2 separate regions of the Mus musculus genome follow, and region 2 is linked to region 1. Evidence: chromatin contacts called from public promoter capture Hi-C data. All regions are on one chromosome and are shown on one strand. Each heading gives the region's core, a stretch centred on a gene start, on an enhancer-like site or on the middle of the called end of the contact. The rest is flanking DNA. Distances are from core to core; before and after follow the strand shown.

What was found. Promoter capture Hi-C pulls out the DNA fragments that hold promoters and counts their contacts.
Region 2: a promoter capture Hi-C map of pre-B cells shows a contact between it and region 1. The contact joins the promoter of Kbtbd8 here to the promoter of Xpc in region 1. A contact is called at or near these places in 1 of 39 promoter capture datasets (pre-B cells) and 1 of 484 Hi-C or Micro-C datasets (CD8 T cells).

The regions. Positions count from the first base shown.
Region 1 is chr6:91,514,573-91,517,272 of GRCm38.p6, reverse strand. Xpc (xeroderma pigmentosum, complementation group C) reads left to right here and starts at 1,385. Exons shown (of 16, transcript NM_009531.2): 1 at 1,385-1,567. The coding sequence starts at 1,474. It overlaps Lsm3 (LSM3 homolog, U6 small nuclear RNA and mRNA degradation associated), which reads right to left and starts at 1,238. Exons shown (of 4, transcript NM_026309.2): 1 at 1,195-1,238; 2 at 115-225. The coding sequence starts at 1,215.
Region 2 is chr6:95,116,563-95,119,262 of GRCm38.p6, reverse strand. Kbtbd8 (kelch repeat and BTB (POZ) domain containing 8) reads right to left here and starts at 1,383. Exons shown (of 4, transcript NM_001008785.5): 1 at 1,289-1,383; 2 at 530-740. The coding sequence starts at 1,304. It overlaps Kbtbd8os (kelch repeat and BTB (POZ) domain containing 8, opposite strand), which reads left to right and starts at 1,632. Exons shown (of 2, transcript NR_153843.1): 1 at 1,632-1,671.

The DNA of each region.
Region 1 (2,700 bases), core at 136-2,635:
AGAAGGATTTTCCAATTCCCAAAAGAAATTCAAAAAAGTAAGTTTACACTGCAGTTCTAATTTGTAAGGAGGTAGGATGCAGCCTCTGGCTCTGAGATGTTTTAACAGACTTACGTGTAGTCTGCCTCGAAGCTCTCGGTCATTTCTCATTTTCACATAAATTCGCTCATCCAGGCTGAGCCTGATCAGATCCAGGGGCTCCTCTACGGTATTGGTGGTCTGTTGCTGAGGAAAGGCAAAGGCTTACTCATAGGATACAGAGGCCGGGTGGTGTTTCAATCACTGGTCAGCTGAGAGAGCAGCATGTGGGTGCTAGTACACAACCAGGGTTGTCTCCAAGATCAGCAAGCGCTCTTATCTGCCAAGCCACCTCTCCAGCCCCAATAAATCCCCATTAAGGAACTTACACTCTAGTTGTGGAAGAAACACTTTAAATAAATACATATTTAAAACAACATGCTCTGGAGAGAAACACAGTAGGGTAGCACGTACGTACGTACATACGTGTGTGTGTGTGTGTGTGTGTGTGTGTGTGCAGGGGCTATACATATTTAAAACAACATGCTCTGGAGAGAAACACAGTAGGGTAGCACGTACGTACGTGTGTGTGTGTGTGTGTGTGTGTGTGTGTGTGTGTGTGTGCAGGGGCTGTGTGTGCATGTGAGGGTGTGAAAGACATTTTGGTGGCCAAGGTACACCAGCTACCTAAGAAATAGGGAAGGGTAGGTGCAGAGGCCCGTAGGCCCTTCTGTTGGCCTGTGTACCAGATCTTTGCTTGTTTTCTTCATACTCCATCTCTAGCAGTTTCTCCATCTCCTAGAACTGCACCTTTCCTCTGACCTCCCCTCGTAATTCACTCCAAGGGAACCACTGCCTGTGCCCCCCGTGTTCACTCGGATTGCTAAACTGGTGTCCTGCTACGACCTCCCGCTTTCTGTCGGAATCCCGACAGCTAGCTCCCAGAGATGGGCATCTCCAGCCGCCTGCATTCATTCTACAGAGAAAGGGCGACGACGAGCGCGATGGGTAGACGGGCGGGTTGAGAAACTCTGGGCCTACGGAGGTTTCAGGAGCAGGCCCGGCTACGGAAGGCCGTGGTGACTCGGAAAAAAAGAAAAGGGCCATCCCACGGGAAGCGTGGAAAAAGCGAGAAGCGAAAGCATTTCCTCTTCGAACGCCTCAGGTCAAACTTACCTGATCTACGTCGTCCGCCATGTTTCAAACGCTGCGCCCTTTCCACCTCTCGCGGGAACAGGAACTCAGAAACCTTAGGCCGCCACGCACTGAAGGCGAACTATATTATTTTTGTCCCTTCGCGCCCTCGTAGTTTGCATGGGGGCGGGGCTTCCTTCGAGGGCGTGGTCCTACCCTGGGCTGGGGGCGCGGCCAGGCGTGGCCCGCCTCCGGGCGGGGCGGGCACGCGGAGACCTGCGGCGTCCTGCGCGGTAGTCCCGAGGAACGCCTCTGGCTAGCATGGCCCCAAAGCGCACCGCAGACGGAAGGCGGCGGAAGCGGGGCCAGAAAACCGAGGACAACAAAGTAGCCCGGCACGAGGAGAGCGTTGCGGGTGAGAGGCCGAGTCTGCAACATGCCAGGCAGTGGTGGCTGAGGCTGGTGCGGGCGGCGGAGCGGATCTGCGCCTGTGGCAAGGTCTCCACGGCCGGGTGCGCGGCGTCCCCGAGGGCCTCTGCTATCAGCCTTAAACCCCTCTGTTAACCATTAGAGCCAAGTTCAGCCTCTAAGCAAGTGTTGAAGGCTGAGCAGCAGAAAGCTTCGCAGTTACCAGGTGTCTCAAGGAGACCCCAAAACCAAGACGGAGGGAGACTCTAGTGCGTGCGAGATCTCTCTCCAAATTCCCGACTGCCATCCAGTGTAACTCCAGAGTTTAGGATGTGCTTTGTTGTTGTTGCTTTGTTTTTCCGGACAAGGTTTCTCTGTGTAGCCCTGGCTGTTCTGGATCTTACTTTGTAGACCGGGTTGGCCTCAAACTCAAGAGATCCACCTGTCTCTGCCTCCCTAGAGCTAGGATTAACCCGTGTCTGCCACTGCGCCCTGGCTAGAATGCGCTTCTTACCTAGATCTTGAACAAAGCAAAACTTCCATCTTCCCTCTTAAACAAATCCATCCTCCAGTTGTTCCATTTCAATAAATCACACCTTTTCTTAACTGCCAGTTCGGCAGCAAGTCCAGTCAGCTTCGGAACCAATGAAATCTGTACCTAATTCTCTTTAATTTTATAGCTGGAGATCCTGTCCACAATTGAGTAAGTGAACTTCACGTTGCTTCTTTTCTGGCTTCCTCTCATCTGTCTGCCTCAGGTCATCATCTAGCAGCCAAACGGATGTAGAACAACAAAACCTCATGCCTCTGTCTTCTTATCTAAAACCCCCTCAGACTTGCGCTCTGCAAGTATAGCATCTTCCTCACTTAGCTGGTTTCCTACAGGATTTAGAGGCTGTCACAATTCTGTCTCCTTTCCAAATATTCTTGTTTTGATTTTTTCCTGTTTATTTTAAACAGCAGGCTGGCCTAGAAATCTGGATCTTTCCGTTTCAGATATTCTTATTTTGATTTTTTTTTTTCCTGTTTATTTAAACAGCTGGCTGGTCTAGAAGTCTGACTTCCGGTCTAATCCTCCTGATCACAGGGATTGCAGATGCCTGGTTCTTTAGTGACCTGCTTTCTGCTCTTTAGATATGC
Region 2 (2,700 bases), core at 134-2,633, 3.6 Mb before region 1:
CTAGTTTATTTATAAAGGAGCAAGTTCCTATGTTTTAAACTCAAAAAAAAAAAAAAAAAAAAAAAGTCCTATGTACTAAAAACCGGGGGTGGGGGGTGGGGAAACATCAGAAATATTTAAAATTCTAGATCATTTCAATGATTGATTGAAACACTGTATATCCCCGTTGCCCAGTACAGCAGCCACCAGCCACACTTAGTTGTCTGTGCACGTGACATGTTTTAGTGTCGCCACTGATTTTAATTTTAAAGCATTATAATTTTTTTCAAATGTGGCTGGCAGCATACATAGTATGAATACCTCACAAGTCCACTAACTTAAAATCCAACTATCTAAACTCTGGAATCCCACCTCAAAACAGGGGCTCATTAGTAAGACAAGCAAGACCTGTTACCTACTCTCAGAAAATAAACACCTGGTTTGCCTTTATGTATTTGTCCCAACTCAGTACCACAATCAAGTGGCTAACACTGGGTTGAAAGGGAGTCTTGTACGGATAGTAATATATAAGTTTCTACCGTCGTCATACCTGAAGTAGGGGCTGATTGCAGCAAGAACGTTTCTATGACAGGAAAATGTTTTCCCGTGATCCACTTCCACTACAATGTCTGTCAACTGTCCTTCATCGTACATTGTTTTGAGTTGCTTAAGAATACTGCAAGCATGGAAAGGATCCATGGTATCGTTGGCTGTGTCTGAAGATGGAATCCCATTCGGTGTTGGGGAAGACTTACTTAAATCTAGGAGAAAAATCGCACAACCACAAGAAGTTCGAAGCCAGTTTACGGCATCGTGGGTTTTTTTCCCCCCCACCCCGTACACAAACGTCCGTGTGTGGGCACAGGAGCGCCGACACAGGCTCTAGGAGCCGAGAGCTCAACAAGGGCGAACAAGTTCCCAGGCCGGCGCGCTCCTCCGGAGCCCGGCGAGCCCGGACCGCCGCGCTCGCGGAGGGAGCGTGTGAGGCGAGCCAGCCGAGCCGGCAGCGGCGGCGATGCGCGGGGACTCGGCTCCGGGTCGAGCGCGGGACGGAAGGCTCCCGAGGGCAGCGCGATCGAGGGCGACTGCCAGGGCACCCCTCAACCGCCTCGCGGGCGGCCGGTACCCAGACGCCCCATCTTCGCGGGCGCGCCGCCCACCGCCCTCCTCCCCATTCATCCTCGCCTCCGCGCCCGCCGTCTCTCCATCCTTCCCTCCCGCCTTAAGGCCGCCGCTTCAGGTTGTGGCCGGCGCCCGCGCTCCTGCTTCCCTCCTCCGACACTGCGGGCGGCCGCACCACGCCACCCACCTGCCGACGCGGCCATTACTACAGGGGCCCCGGCTCCGGTTATTTAAAGAGGAAATGTCATTGCGTTTCGCTCGCTCCCGGGTTCCGGCTCTGCTAAGCGTTGCCTAGCCAATGAGGGTGGCTGACCGAGTCGGCTCCTCCCCGAGCCTCAAAATACCTGGCTCTGATTGGTCAGTGCGCGATTACCAGCGCGTCGGGAAATGTAGTTTTAAGGCCCCCGTTCCCGCGTGCTCCTAGTCGGACAGAGGCCCAAGCCGAGCATTTCTATTGGCTAGCTGGGCGGAGGAGCGCCCCGAGCCCGCCAGCCTGTGCCTTGAGATGCACAGCGCCCGCTGGGAAATGTAGTCATCTGGCTGAGGCGAACTGTCACTCTGAGGAGTGAGGTAGGAAAAGCTCTTATTGAGCAAATTTCCCCGGCAAGGGCCTCTCTCCTAGTCTCGACTCCACTTTAAAAATAATTGTCTTCATACCCCAAATTCCCTATCCGTGACTAGATTCTGGTATGAAAACGCGCTCTGCACGAGGGCTATGAAACTCCGAAAAGTTGGAAATGGTCAGGAGGGCTGTTATCCAAAAATACAAAGGATATAAGACAACCCCCCCCCCCCCAACACACACACACACACCATCGATAGGTCTCTGATGAGTCACCTGTAACGCCCACTTGAAATTGCATCCCCTTAGCCACATGCCCCGCTTTTCACAGATCAACTGGGTCTGGTTACATGGCCACTCAGGACCTGAATCCACTTGGCTTGCATTTCTAGCACACCAGGAAACACCTGTCACACCGAAGAGCGCTCGAGTACTCAAGGGAGACTCGGATAATTGATTTCCCCTGGGCTTCTTGAACGTGAAGAGGGCCTCCGGCTTTCCTGTGAAGAGATGCTGGAGAGAGGCTGAGCCTGGCGCTCCTCTGGACCGTGCTCAACCCTGGCTCTTGCACAAGCTCTTCCAGCCCTTGAACCTCTCTTATAACAGCGAGCACTCGGCATTCAGTCTACTTCATAGTTTTTTGCAAGAAAGCAGGGGTTTTATTGTTGACCTATTTTTTTTTCTTCTCCTATTGTGTGTGTGTGTGTGTGTGTGTGTCTGTCTGTCTGTCTGTCTGTCTGAGTCTCTGTGTGTGTGCATTTGTATCTGTGGTTTGGTGTTTTGTTTTGTTTTGTTTTGTTTGCACGAGTGGATGTACATGTTGGGGGGCGGTGCAGGTGCACGTGGAGGCCGGAGATTGGTGTCAGAAATCCTACAACGCTGCTTTTCTACCTTATACAGTGAAGCATGGTCTCTCAATCGAAACCCAGAGATATTAACTCTCTCTCTCTCTCTCTCTCTCTCTCTCTCTCTCTCTCTCTCTCTCTCTCTCTCTCTCGGCATGGCAAGCACTTTAATCACGGAGCCATCTCCCCAGC